Linked DNA regions of Mus musculus: regions 2 and 3 are each linked to region 1. The links are chromatin contacts, called in public HiChIP or PLAC-seq and promoter capture Hi-C maps. All regions are on one chromosome and are shown on one strand. Each heading gives the region's core, a stretch centred on a gene start, on an enhancer-like site or on the middle of the called end of the contact. The rest is flanking DNA. Distances are from core to core; before and after follow the strand shown. Region 1 holds the start of Sar1a (secretion associated Ras related GTPase 1A). Region 2 holds the start of Pbld2 (phenazine biosynthesis-like protein domain containing 2). Region 3 holds the start of Ccar1 (cell division cycle and apoptosis regulator 1).

Region 1 (4,569 bases), core at 1,504-4,003:
TTTGAACAATGTAACTTTAAAAACCACAAAAATCACACACTCACCCACACTCGTGATACCTGAATACCACCCTCCCTCTTGAGAAGCCCATACTCATGTGCTAGACTCTGTACTCTCCTTTTCCAAAAAGTAACAAATCCCCACTACCTATCTTCCCAAACCTAAGTCTAAAGCAGTGTTTCTCAAACCTGTGGTCAGGACCCCTCTGGGAGCCAAACAACCCTTTCACAGGGACCACCTAAGATCATCAGAATATCAGATATTTACATTACCCGGAACAGTGAAATTACAGCTAGGAATTGGCAATGAAAATAATTGTATGCCGGGCAGTAGTGGCACATGCCTTTAATCCCAGCACTTGGGAGGCAGAGGCAGGCAGATTTCTGAGTTCGAGGCCAGCCTGGGCTACAGAGTGAGTTCCAGGACAGCCAGGGCTACACAGAGAAACTCTGTCTCAAAAAACAAAAACAAAACAAAAACAAAACTGAAAATAATTTTATGGTTGAGGGGGAGTCCCAGGTTGCCACAGCCTGAGGAACTGTATTAAAGAGTCGAAGCCTTAGGCCGGTTGAGAACCTTTCGGAAGCTTGTACCTCTTCTTAGGTCTGTTTAATAAACTGGCTAACTTCACGTCACTCTGATTCTTCTGAGCTGCAGGCAAATGCCTGTCTTTACTTGAATGGGATGGGGAAAGGAGCCCCTTGGGCTGCTCGTGCAGGGCTGGACTGCATCTCTTCTTGGCACTCACAAGCCAAGCTGCCCTCAGAGTTCAGAGGTTCTCCTGCCTCTGCCCCCCGAGGGCTGGAATGTAGCTGTATTCTGATACACCTTGCTGCATTGTTTTTTTGATTTTTAAAATGACCTTAGTCAGTTTGTGTCTATGAACATTTTACTTACATATATGTGTGTTGTGTGTTCTAAGAAGCCTTGAAGGTCAGAAAAGGGTGCTGGATCCCGTGGGACTGGAGTTACAGATGCTTGTGAGCAGCCATGTGGGTGCTGGGATTGAACTCATTCTTAGGGGAGATGTCACATGTACTTTTTAGCTTGGTGACCTCATGACTGAGACCTCACCAGACCCTCCTGTAGCTTTAGACCCATTTTTATGAAATGCCTGGTATCAAACTCTGGAAGTTGGAACCAACACTGGCTAACTAAGTCGCACTCACTTGCTTTCCTTCTTAGTTCACAGGAACCATTCCTTTGCCAGCCCTGGCATTTGCAGAGACTGCCCTCCCCACCCCACTTTCTGTGGTTCTGGAACTTGAACTCAGGTTGTCAGTCTTGATCTTTGAGCAGTGTGACTGCTAATCTTGGTTGTCAAGTTGATCACATCTGGAATTAACTAAGATGAAAGCAGCTGGTCACACCTGTGAGGGATTTTTCTTGATCGGATCATATGAAGTGGGAAGACCCACCCTAAATCTGGGCCACACTCTCGAGTGGCAGCCCACATAAAAGGACATGGAAGGAGGAGGCGTTTGCTTTTTTGCCTGCTTGCCCTCACTCTCCCTGGCAAGTTCATCTGTTCTGTTGTTGAGGCATCCCTCCATTGATATTAGGACCTACTTCTTTGGGATTCCAACTTCGACTGAAGACTACTGGCTATGTAGTAGTTCCCTAGATTCTCAGCATCAGATTGGGACTGCTGAGCCTATCAGTCTGGTATGGTCTGAACCATTACCCAACTCTTGGCCTTCCCATTGGGAAACAACCAATTGTTGGACTACTCAGACCACAGCCTGTAAGCCACTCTAATAAATCCTCTTAACGATATATTGGGGTTAGAGAGATGGCTGAGCAGTGAAGAGCACTGGATGGTCTTCCAGAGGACTTGGGTTCAATTCCCAGCAGAGATATGCTCACTAGAATCTCACCATGGTCTATAACTCCCGTTCCAGGAGATCTGACACCCTTTTGGTCTCTGCAGGCAACAAACATGTACATAGTACAGACATTCATGCAAACAAAACACTTGTAAATATTTTTTAAGTTGCACATGTATAATTATTCTATCTCTGTTCCTTATTTATTCGTTTGTTTAAGACAGGGTATCGCCGTGTAACTCTGGCTGGCCTGGAACTCAGAGATCCATAGACATTAGCTTCCCAAGGGCTGGCATTAAAGGCGTGCATCACAATGCGGGGCCAGTTGTGGTTCCTCTGAGAGCCCTGGCTAAAACAGTAGGCAAACCTACCTTGACCTGATGGATGAGCTATTTTGCAAGCCCCAGTTAACTGATTTGTTCAGTGGAGCTATTAATACGTACTGAGGGTTAAACCAGATGAAGGATCCCAAGCAGTCAGGGTACTGCCCAAAACTGCTCATTAAACTCTTGTTGCTTTTATTTAGAAAGCTGAAAAATAGAAACGCTATCCCAAGGCGGGGAAAACAACTTAAAACGATGACTAGGTGACATCCACCTAGGTTGAGGTCTCCAAAGTCAATTCTACTGTCCTAGACTCTACTGATATCTGGCAGCCTCCGCTTCTGATGTCCGGCGCGCGTCTGAAAACATACTGGGATCGGAAGCCCCAGGCTGCTTAAGTAGCTGCTTAAGTTGGGGACAGAAGCCCAGGCCGCCTGACAGACGCTGCCACGTCTTACCCCGCTTGAGAGCCTCCACAGAGCGGGCGGAGCCTCACCCCGAGCGTACGTCACTCCTTAGGCCCGCCTCTCCGCGGCCAGAGTGGCTGTTAGGGCGGTACCCACAGCCCGGACGGCGTGACGCGTCGAGGGGGCGGGGCACGTGCGTGCCCGGAAGTCTCAGGGAGGGGCGTGACGTACATCCGGCGCGTAGCTGGCGGACCCGGGGACTGCTGGTCTGTGTGCTCTGAGGGAGGGTCGCGCCGCCAGCCACCGCCGGAGGAGCCCCTCGGGCCGTGAGTCGGGGCCCCAGCGGAGGAGGTGGCGGTGGGGCAGCGGGCCCGGGACGGGCCACAGCGAAGGCCGGGGCGCGGGGCCGCCGCGGAGGGGCTGGGTGGGGGTGCAGTGACACGCAGGCGGTTCCGCGGGCCGGCTCTGGGCGGGGACGGGCTGCGGGGTGGCGTGGCGGCGGTCGGGGTTTTTTTTGGGGGAGGAGACGGCTTCGTGGCCTCCATAGCGGAGGAGTCTGGTTCCTCGGTGAGGATAGCTGGAGCCCTGGCACTCATCCTTGCGTTCTGCAGATCGTGGCCCTCGAGTAGCGAGTGGGCGCTCGAGCCCCACGTTCAGCCTCTGGGTATCCGATGCCCTGTCTGGAACCCATGGTCTCTCCCTCCACCAACACCCCACTCCCATCCACCCTTTTTATTTTTCCTGTGCATGGAAAAATTCCCTCTTGGGCGATTATCGTAGATGAATGTTTTCTTCGTCATTTTTACCCAGGTGAGAATGGTACCGACCAATGGTACCATTGGTAGTCGTACCCTTTCTCAGTATCCTCCCTCACTGGGTGTTTCTTCAGTACCTGGGCACTGTCCGCTCAGGTTGAGAAGGGAGGGTTAGGGGGGAATTGTCAGGAAGCTGATCTTTGACATTCACCTTGCAGCTACGTAGACTTTCTTAGTTAATAGCCAGCTGCCTTCTATCCCAGATTCACCCGGAGTGAATATGTTTGAGAGTACGTTTTTTATTGCTTGATGGTCTTTCTGGCACTTGTTTGTTCCCATCTTGATATTTGCACGGTTTTTACTTAAGGTTCATGAATTGTGTTGTTGGTTTTAATATTCTTAACATTCCATAGATGATAGAGTAGACGAAGAATAGAAAATAGTGTGTTCTTAAGATTATCGTCTGTGTAGGTGGTAGGTTAAGGAAGAAAGTTACCTTTTACCCTTTTGGAAGTCTTATGATTGGAATTTAATATTAGCAGGAAAAGGGCTTTGGTTTTAGGTGAGAGGCTTTTCTTCTTAAATACCTTATTTTTATTTGATGTGAATTGTTGTTTTACCTCCATGTGTGCCTGTGTGAGATCCCCTAGAGATGAAGTTACAGTTCTGAGCCGCATGTGGGTGCTGGGGCTTGAACCCAGGGCCTCTGGGAGAGCAGTTGGTACTCTGAACCTCTGATCCGTCTCTCCTGGCTTTTGGAACTGATGCTTTTGACCGCACAGTCTTGAACAGGACAGGGAGCCTAAAGAGTGTCCTCGTCTTCATCTTGGCTTGCTAGAGTTGGTGGGAGGATGAGATGAAGGTATTTGTGCTGGTGCTGTATAAATTCTAAGGTTGCTGGTGGATGAATTGGTTCAGATCCCGAGATCTCAAGGACAGTGTCAGCAAGGCCATTTCTTCAGCTTTGGGCAGCAGTACAGCCCAACTCTGGGCTCTGAGAGGAGTACTACTTTTTTTTTTTTTTAAGATTTATGTATTTATTTTATGTATATGAGTACACTGTAACTGTTAGACACACCAGGAGAGGGCATCGGATCCCATTACAGATGGTTGTGAGCCATCATGTGGTTGCTGGGAATTGAACTCTGGAAGAGCAGTCAGTGCTCTTACCCACTGAGCCATCTCTCCAGTCCCAGTACTACTTTTTAACATCACTGAAGAATTCATTCTAATACTTTTCCTTATCATTTTGGTAGGA
Region 2 (4,569 bases), core at 921-3,420, 1.3 Mb after region 1:
TTTTTCTAGGTGGTAATCTGTTTCTTGGAGATTTTTTTTTTTCGTTTTGAGACGGATTCTTGCTCTATAGCCCTGGAACTCACAAAATACGATTGGGCGTTTTATCCAGCTTTTGTTTTAAATATTGGAATGTACGTTAACAGTTTTCCCATTACTCATGAGCAAGTTAACTTTCAGGCCCAAATGTGCTTTTTTTTTTTTTTCCTTTTTAACCCATTTTCAATGAAAATTAATGACAGTTCCAATTTAAGGACCCAAAACGCGTCAACTAGGTACGCGATTCGGCTTCCAATTTAAGGACCCAAAACGCGTCAACTAGGTACGCGATTCGGCTTCCACTTTAAGAGACCTATTTCGGCTTCAAAACACCACAGTTCGATACAAGTTTTAAACATGCTCAGCCATCAAATGAAACGAAATGCACTGGGCTTTCGGCCTTAATTACAAAACGACACAAAACACAACTCCTGGAGAGTTAACTACCCCAAACACAACTTAACTCTCCACCCTTGCCTAAACGCAGCACCTTCGCAGTTCACCTGGCCCGGACCTGTTTGAAACACACCCACTTTGCACTATTCCTATTAGAAAAGCCATGCACTTCTCTTCCAAAATGAAAAGTCTTGGTCGACACCTAAGAGGGGGACATGGGGTAGGTGGGTGGTAATTCTTTGGAGATGCGCAACGGACTCTCTCCGCAGTTCCAAATAGGGACTAAAAGGTCGGCTAAGCGTCCTTTGCCTCCTCCCGGAGATTTTCCGTTTGCCCAGCTCGCCCTAGAGACCCGGGAGATAGGGGACAGTCCGCCTCCGGCCCCCGGCCAAGGCCATCGCAACCGAGCGGCGGAATTACAAAGGAGGACCGCGGCCGCCTTTGTCCTGCATCTGGCATCGGAGCGCCCTCGTCGTCACTGGCTTCTCCTTCCCCCGCCCCCAGCTCCCCCTGTCTCAACCCTGGAGTCTGCGTCAGCAGCCCCTCGCAGCCCCGCCGGCCCCAGGTAGTCCCTTCGAGAGCACCGGAGGCCCCGGTGGGTGGCCGGGCCCGCCGAGCGCCATTTCCACCCGGAGCGCGTCCCGCTTTCCCGGCTCGCTGAGCTCCCCACCCTCATCCCTACCGGAGAGCTCGGATCTCCCGCCCGCACTCTCTCCTGCCGGACACTTTCCCGTAAGCCGGAGGCGACAAAGTAGCCCGAGCGGGGGAAAGGCGGGAAGGCGACCCGACCGCTACCGGCCCCCAAGATGGCGGCAGCCGAGCGGCGGGGGAGAGCGAGCGAGCGGCCACTCCGCGTTCCCTCACCCGCTCCCGGGCTCTTCGTCCTTCTCCCGACTCCGCTGTCGGCACCGCCGGCCCAACCTACCCCCCCTTCTACTTCAGATACCCTGTGGGGCGTAAGCAACGCCTACACCGACGCTCGCGCGGGTCTGGTCGCGGGCAGGGACGCCTGGCTCGCCCGCTGCTGAGCGCTCGCCACAACGGTTCGGCTCCCTCGCTCCCCTCAACCGTCTCCCGCCGCGCCAACCGCTCTAGGAGCTGCGCAGCCGAGCGACTGCCGAGGGGGGATGGGAGGGGGGCGAGAGAGAGGGAGGGGGCAGGGCCGACTGCCCAGGCCCACCCCCTCTCTGCCGCGCTGCTCTCGCGATACTTGAGTGACAGCGTGGTCTCCCAGGGGGCGGGGCGCAGCGCACCTGCGCACTCGGGACCTGCCCGGTTGCCACCGTGGTGGGCGTGGAGTCGCAGCGAGTGGGCTGTGGCGGACTCCGTTGGCTCCCGCCGACCGACCAACCCTCTGAACCCCGGAGCTCACGTTTGTCCCTCCCCACGGGCCTCTGAGGAGCCGTGGTCACGCGGTTTGCTAAGTTTCTTATCTGCTCCACTGGGAATAGATCCCACAAAGGCCCCCGCGCGGAAGGAGCCACGTGGTTTCTGTCACCCCGCCCCCCAACCCGGGGACGGCTTTGCTGGTCCACCATATTTGCATTATGCAATCAGAAAAAAAGATGAATGTTGCGCCTGCGAAGATACAAAGCGTCTAAACCCAGCAGGATTCCCGTCCTAGCCTGGGGCATCCCCTTTGTTCCCCTGCGTAGGCAGCCTTGGCGCCTTGATTGGTTTCCTACCTGCCAGGTTCGGTTTTTCTCTCCATTAAACCCGGGTGACGGGTCTGTGGTTCACGGCAATAGACTTTATCTAAGTAAGAGTTTGGTATTCCTAAAAATTGTGCTCGCAGGAGACACCTAAAAAAACCGCATGTGGAGGTTCTGTCGTGCTACCAAGATTGCTCCCGACCCGTTTATGGCTTTTTTAAAGTTGTAACACAAATTGCACATGGAAAGGCTGTGGGAAGGTGGAGGGCCACCCTGGTGTTGAGAGACTTGGGAGAGCAAAGCTAATTAAGGTGGGTACGGACAGCAGAGGGCGAAAAGAGGCCGGGCTGGACAGACTAAGGCTGTGAACGTGGATGGGGCTGGGTTGGAATCACCCTTCAGTGTGCATCCAAAGATTTCTTTGTGCTACAAACACTGGGAAGTCCATGTGGAGTGGAGTAGTGGCAGTGTGGAAGGTTGGATTTGATTTACTATGAATTTTTATTTATGTTTATACTAGAGCCAAGAGGCCAATGACTTTCTTGTATGGAAACTTGTATTTCACGGCTTTAATTCATCTTCAAACCTACTTGAAAGTCTTTAGTACTCTACTGATTTTATAGCCCAAAATATCCTTCAGAGAAGGGGGGGGGGGCGCAGTGTGCTTATACTTACAGACAGGAAAATCAAAGTATGTTCTAGAAGCCGTCATAGCTCAGGTTTATTAAGTACTTCCTGAAATGGCATGGTAAGCAGTTCCTTGTCTTTGTTCTTGGGTAGCCAAGGATGTCCTTGAACTCCTGACCCTCTGTGTCTCCATAGCCTTACAAAGTGGTATTTCACAGATGCAGTCCCTAGTCCCACAAGAGTGAAAATAATTACACTTGATAACACTAAACTCTTTTATGTGGTGACAAGTTAGTGGCTTACTGGCCAGACACTTGCTGAAGCTTGGTTATTTTATTGTTACTTTAATCCCCTAAAGTTACCCCACCCCCTCCTTTTAATAGCTGGGGGTTGATTTAGAGCCCAAAGTATGTTCTCTTTTTTAAAAAAGTAACTGGTTTAGCTGGGTAGTGGTGCACACCTTTAATCCCAGCACTCGGGAGGCAGAGGCAGTTGGATCTCTTTGTTGGAGGCCAGCCTGGTCTTCAGAGTGAGTTCCTGGACAGCCAGGGCTACACTGAGAAACACTGCCTCTGGGCGGTGGGGTGGAGGGGGTAACAAACCTAAAGGGAACTGGCTTATTAGCAGTACTCCAAGCTGAACTCTTAGGATGAAACCTTCCCAGGGCCTTTCTTCTATTGGGTTTTAATTACATGGCTCCTTTACCTTTCACTCTTTCAACATGATTGGGTAGGTGGAATTCTGTAATCCCTTTTCCTCTTCCCCTGGAATTCAGTCTGCTTACAGCATGAATGAATTTGGCATTCTTTGCACACACTTTGTGTGGTTATCGGCCACAATCCTCAATTCGTTTTGATGGCTCTAATGTATGACTTTTCAACCAATGCTGACATTTCTTTGGAGGCGTGTCTCTGTCATTTCTTTGGAGGCGTGTCTCTGTCATTTCTTTGTGGTGAGTGCCGGTTACCACTATGAAGATTTAGGTCTTCAAATTAGTACTCCAGGCCTTTTGCCCTTTTGTTACAGCAAGTAGGGAAGTTTTCATTTAAAGAGGCATTTGACCATGGTAAAGGTAATTTGTATTAGCTTCTTAGTTTACTAATTTTCCTTAAAAAAAAAAAAAAAAAAAAAAAAAAAAAGAACCTGCTCCTTCCTCACCCAGTTGAATCCTGTTGTAAAGCTTGGTGTGATTGGACCCTGCTGTTCCGGGGATGCCTACAGAATTGTTTCCAGATTGATCTCTAAGGAATTGTTTCCATGGAGACGGTTACAACTCGGGGCTCCCAGCTGCTTTTTTCACCTCCCCTCTCTTTTTTCCTTGCCCCCTCTCCTTTCCCCACTTCCTCCCCCCCTCTCTCTTTCATGTGCTCTCCTGTTAGAATAGAGGTCAGAGGGACCCTGAAGTCCATCTTTGTTATAGTGTATAAAGAGAAAAGATGAAGCAGGAGAAGGAAATGGAAATGCCCACAGCTCCTGGAGGAAAACAATCCGAGGCTCAGTCACCCTGCGTCACTCCATCAGAATAAAGGGAGTAGGAAAATTCCATGCAGGACCTTCGGGGAAATGAAAGAAATTGAGAGTGCATTCTCTTGGGGGCAGACAGAGCACATTAGCTAAAAAGTAGTCTACCGTCGGTGTTCATAGATCCCTAATGATACTGCAGATCATTCTGCCTGCATGAAAACAAGCCAAGAACAAAACAGTCCACAGCATTGTATTGGAGTTGTGTCTAGTCTGTGTTTAAGGGCTTTGGAACATCAACTCTGACAGGGCTTTGTGAAGGATTCCTTCTTTGGCTTATGAACTAAATATCTGATGACTTTAAAAGAGCGAACACCTTCTTCACATAGCCACCACT
Region 3 (4,569 bases), core at 1,325-3,824, 1.1 Mb after region 1:
AACTCATACTCCAGAGGAGCATGAAAATGTAATTTTAAAAAATACAAATAATTAGGGGAGAGGCATCTAGATAAGATCTATGTAATCCTGGCTATCATGGAACTCATTATTTAGACCAGGCTGGCCTTAAACTCAGAGATCCTGCCTGTGCCTCCCAAGTGTTAAAATTAAAGGCATGTCGACTATGACCAGGAAAAAAAAGAAAAGAAGAAAGATAAATCAGGTATATTTACTTTAAAATACTTTGGCTTTTTTGTTTTTGCTGTTTAAGTTTTAAAGCAGGTTGGTTTTTTGATTTTTGTTGTTTTGAGAAGTATGCCACCATACCTGGCCTAAAAATGTATCTTCTTAAAACTGAAAACATGGGAAACAAGATATATTCTACTTGAAGCTCAGTACAATTAAATCCCCAGCACCACAAAGGAAGGGAGGAAGCTAGGGAAGGAGGATTCTCTCTAATAAATTAGTGTTCTATAAAACATAATTAAACCAACTTTAATTATGGGCATGGTGGCACACACCTTTAGTCCCAGCATTTGGGAGGCAGAGGCAAGCAGATCTGAGTTCAAGGCCAGCCTGGTCAAAATAGTGAGTTCCATGACAGCCAAGACTACTGGCTACACAGACAAACCTAACTGAAACCCAAAAACCCAGAGGAAAAAAGATAAACTTAAGGCATTTGAAAACTATAAGCTGGGTGTGGTTGCTCATGCCAAAGGACTGCTGCTAATAAAGACTGTATATCAAAGGCCAAACACAAATGGTAAAGTGTAGTGGAAGACTTAAATGGCAAAACCCCTTAGTAAACTAAAAAAAAATTAGACACAAATAACAAAACAAAAACAAAGAGCCGGGCGTGGTGGCACACCCCTTTAATCCCAGCACTTGGGAGGCAGAGGCAGGAGGATTTCTGAGTTCGAGGCCAACCTGGTCTACAAAGTGAGTTCCAGGGCAGCCAGGGCTACACAGAGAAACCCTGTCTTGAAAAACCAAAAAAAAAAAAAAAAAAAAAAGTGTTCAAATTGCTGGATAAGTGGGGTTTTGTTTTTGTTCCTGAGTTAATTTTCAAAAGTATCTTAAAAACTAAAGGGTATATCATTTCCAGTCCAAGGGTTCAGTTGCCTGACCTGGTTGTGAGACCGCAGTGGCTGTAAACTGAGTAGCCCATGGTGGATTCTTCTGTCCTCCAAACTGAGCCATGATGCAAGGGGGGGAAAACTTTCACTTGTTTCCCTTCTATAGCAGATACCTATAAAGGATATAGGAAAAGGCTAGTTTAGAGAAATCATTGATATATTAAAGACACGTTCCAAACAAGAACCAACCGAAGTGTGCAACAGAACATTTGAAATAAAACGCACAACCAGCCTATCAACAGATCACTTGTGCATACTCTATTTAAAAGATATCCTTGGGGCTGACTTAAAGGAACTTCCTTCAGTAACTACAAGGTCATTTCCTAAAAAGGTCTGCCCGAGCTTAGTGGCAAAGCCTTTAATCCCCTCCCAACCCATCCCTCCAGAGGCAGAGTCAGGCGGATCTCTATAAACTCCAGGCCAGCATGATTTATATGACATTACAAACCAGCTAGGGCTAGATACAGAGCCTCTCTCTCTGGGGACAAACGAACTTATAGACGCAGCAAGTACAGCCTGCGTGTTTCTTTGGGCGATGGTCTGAGGTCCTGCAGTGGGGTTAAATCAATAACGGAAACTGCGTCGAGACCCCCCCTCCCCCATAAAGGTATTGGCAGATACCATCTCAATAACGAACATTACTTTAAGGGCTAGGAAGTCACTATGGCCTTTGTCACCCTAGTCTCCACTCCGGGAGTGGGGAGGCAGTTGGGAGGACGCGCGGCTCCAAAAGAACCACTGCGAAGACCCCGGCTCAAAAACCCAAGAGAAAAGGAAAAGATGGGCCTGGCATCCCGGGGTGAGGACACTCATCTTCCTCCCACGCGCCGGCCGTGAAAGATGGAAGGCAGCGCCCCAGGCCGCGGCCACTGGGGCCCGCGGGTCGTCGCAGTCCCCGAGGTCCCCGGGCCGGTCTGAGAGAACCTCCAAGCGCTGGAAACGCTCGCCGCCGCCGCCCGGGGCCGGGTCTCAGCGGCGGGGCAGCGCGGGCCGGAGGACGCACGGCCTCCGGCCTGGCCCGGCCCAGTCGAAGGGGCGCAGGCCGCACCTGAGGGGCCTGGAGCCGCTGCGCTGGGGGCAGGGCGCGGCGCGTGGGGCCTACTCCGACCCGCACAAAAGGGACCGCGTCCCTCGCCCGCCGGCCCCGCGGCGTCCGCCATCACACACCCACCCGCCACCGCCACATCACTCGCTCCCTACCCCTCCGCTGACCGGCTGCCAACGAACGGAAGCAACCCGCCGCGGCCTCCCACCGCGCCACACCAAAACACTGACCAGACCTTCACCTGAGTCTGGCCCGGGTTAACCGAGAAGCCATTTCAAACCCGTCAAGCTCAGGCGCATGCGCAGACTGCTTTCCCCTCCAACCCCCCTGCCTACGCCGCACCGCCTCCCGGTTCCGAGAGGAACGGGCGCGTGCGCGAAAAAAGTTCGGCGTGCGCGCTCCCCGCGAGTGCGTTCACTGGGGAGCGAGAGCGAGCCTCAGCCGGGTTACCTTGACTTCGCTGAACAATGAGCTGGCTGTCGCTCGCCTGCTCTGAGGCCAACGCTGTCCTTCCCTGGGAGAGAGAGGGAGAGCGAGCGGCAGTCACGTGGTCCGGCCGGTGTCGCCGCCGCCATCTTGTGGTCCCTCTATTCTTGTTTGGAACATGTTTGGAAGAATAAGCCTGTAAGAACTTCGTTGTTAGCGGGCAGTGGTGGCGCACGCCTTTAATCCCAGCACTCGAGAGGCAGAGGCAGGCGGATTTCTGAGTTCGAGGCCAGCCTGGTCTACAGAGTGAGTTCCAAAACAGTCAGGGTTATACAGACATATCCTGTCTCGAAGAACAAAAAAAAAAAATTTTTTTTTGTTTACATTCTTTTCATTTTTAGAGGGTTTTGCCTCCATGATTTATGCGCACAGGTGTGGGCTTGGTGCCCCTGGAGCTGAGAAGACGACAGATCCCCCGAAACTAGAGTTCCTGACCGGTGTGAACCACCCCGTGGGTGCTGATAATCAATCCCAGGTCCTGAGAACAGAGATTAGTGCTTTTAACCGCAGTGCCATCTCCTCGGGATTAAGGCTGGAATGTGTAAAAGCGAACAACTGAGTGGATTTTAATACACTGAGTGCAGGCCATCATCACCCCTAGTATTTGAAGACCCTACTGAAAAGAAACAGCTGGAGGATTTGGGGGGCGAGAGGGAGTGGAAAGGTTGGGGGATGGGGGAAGTGCACACCTCTAATCCCAGCGCTCAAGAGGCAGAGGCAGACACAGCCAGGGCAACACAGATAAACCCTGTCTCAAAAAATGAAAGACAGAGCTATTATTAAGTCATTTTCTAATTTTGTCCTACACCTGCTGGTGACATCTAGTCAAATTCTCAACATGAAATAGCTTATGCTAGGAATCCCACATAAGATTAGCTGAGCCAAGCATGATCAGGTGGTGACCTGTAATCTAACACTTGGGAGGGAGGGGAAGGGAGGATCAGGAGTTCAAGGCCAGCCTGGACTGTGTAACACCTTATCTCATCAAACCCAATAGGATAAAATATATAGCTTTTTCTGTGGTTCCTTGTATTTTTTCCCTTAAATTTTATGAACACAGGATCACATAGGTACACGTTCTTTAATATTTTTCAAACCACAAGGGTCCTTTCTCCCACTTAAGTAAAACTTACAGAAGTTGGGTAAAATGTAACTCCTTTGTCCTTACTAATTCTGTCCTGACCTTCAAACTATTAGAATATAGTCATCACACTATAGTAATTTGTAAAAATTCAAAACAGCGTGTGCCAGGTGGCCCAGCAATAAGAGGGACAAAGTGAGAAAACTTAAATCTGAGATACCTTATCAAAAAAAGTTCTGGGGGCTGGAGAAATGGCTCAGCGGTTAAGAGCACTAACTGCTCTTCCAGAGGTCCTGAATTCAATTCCCAGCAACCACATGGTGGCTCACAACCATCGGTAATGGGATCTGATGCCCTCTTCTGGTGTGTCTGAAGACAGCTACAGTGTACTCATAATAAATAAATAAATAAATAAATACTTCTTTTTTTTTTTTTTTAAGTTCTGAAAGAAACCCCAGGCATATGTTTTTGATGTCTGTATTTTGGATTGACATGTCTCTATGACTTCTAGATTAGCTTGGTCTACATTGTAAGGCACAGGACAGCCAGGGCTACATAGTGAAAGAGTGTTTATAAAACACACAAAGCAGAGCAGTGGTGGTACATGCCTTTAATCTCAGCACTTGGGAGACAGAGGTAGGCAGATATTTAAGTTCAAGGCCAGCCTGGTCTACAGAGTGAGTTCCAGAATGGCCAGGGTGAAACAGAAAAATCCTGTCTCAAAAGACCAAAAACAAAAACAAAATAAATAAAACACACGAAACAGAGCTAGAGGGATGGTTCAGCAGTTAGGCCCACTTGATATTCTTTCCTAAACCTTG

Evidence for each region. Promoter capture Hi-C pulls out the DNA fragments that hold promoters and counts their contacts. HiChIP or PLAC-seq counts read pairs in DNA pulled down with a chosen protein or histone mark.
Region 2: a promoter capture Hi-C map of liver shows a contact between it and region 1, with 3 times the contacts expected there. The contact joins the promoter of Pbld2 here to the promoter of Sar1a in region 1. A contact is called at or near these places in 2 of 39 promoter capture datasets (liver and pre-B cells).
Region 3: an H3K27ac HiChIP or PLAC-seq map of extraembryonic endoderm stem cells shows a contact between it and region 1, with 7 times the contacts expected there. The contact joins the promoter of Ccar1 here to the promoter of Sar1a in region 1. A contact is called at or near these places in 2 of 39 promoter capture datasets (erythroid cells and pre-B cells) and 2 of 115 datasets of contacts at active chromatin or transcription factors (embryonic stem cells and extraembryonic endoderm stem cells).

Annotation. Positions count from the first base shown.
Region 1 is chr10:61,677,532-61,682,100 of GRCm38.p6, forward strand. It overlaps Sar1a (secretion associated Ras related GTPase 1A), which reads left to right and starts at 2,754. Exons shown (of 7, transcript NM_009120.3): 1 at 2,754-2,882. It overlaps 1700022H01Rik (RIKEN cDNA 1700022H01 gene), which reads right to left and starts at 2,759. Exons shown (of 2, transcript NR_126477.1): 1 at 2,608-2,759.
Region 2 is chr10:63,022,342-63,026,910 of GRCm38.p6, forward strand. It overlaps Pbld2 (phenazine biosynthesis-like protein domain containing 2), which reads left to right and starts at 2,171. Exons shown (of 10, transcript NM_026085.2): 1 at 2,171-2,395. It overlaps Hnrnph3 (heterogeneous nuclear ribonucleoprotein H3), which reads right to left and starts at 1,508. Exons shown (of 10, transcript NM_001079824.1): 1 at 1,379-1,508.
Region 3 is chr10:62,789,794-62,794,362 of GRCm38.p6, forward strand. It overlaps Ccar1 (cell division cycle and apoptosis regulator 1), which reads right to left and starts at 2,575. Exons shown (of 25, transcript NM_026201.3): 1 at 2,423-2,575; 2 at 1,128-1,249. The coding sequence starts at 1,200.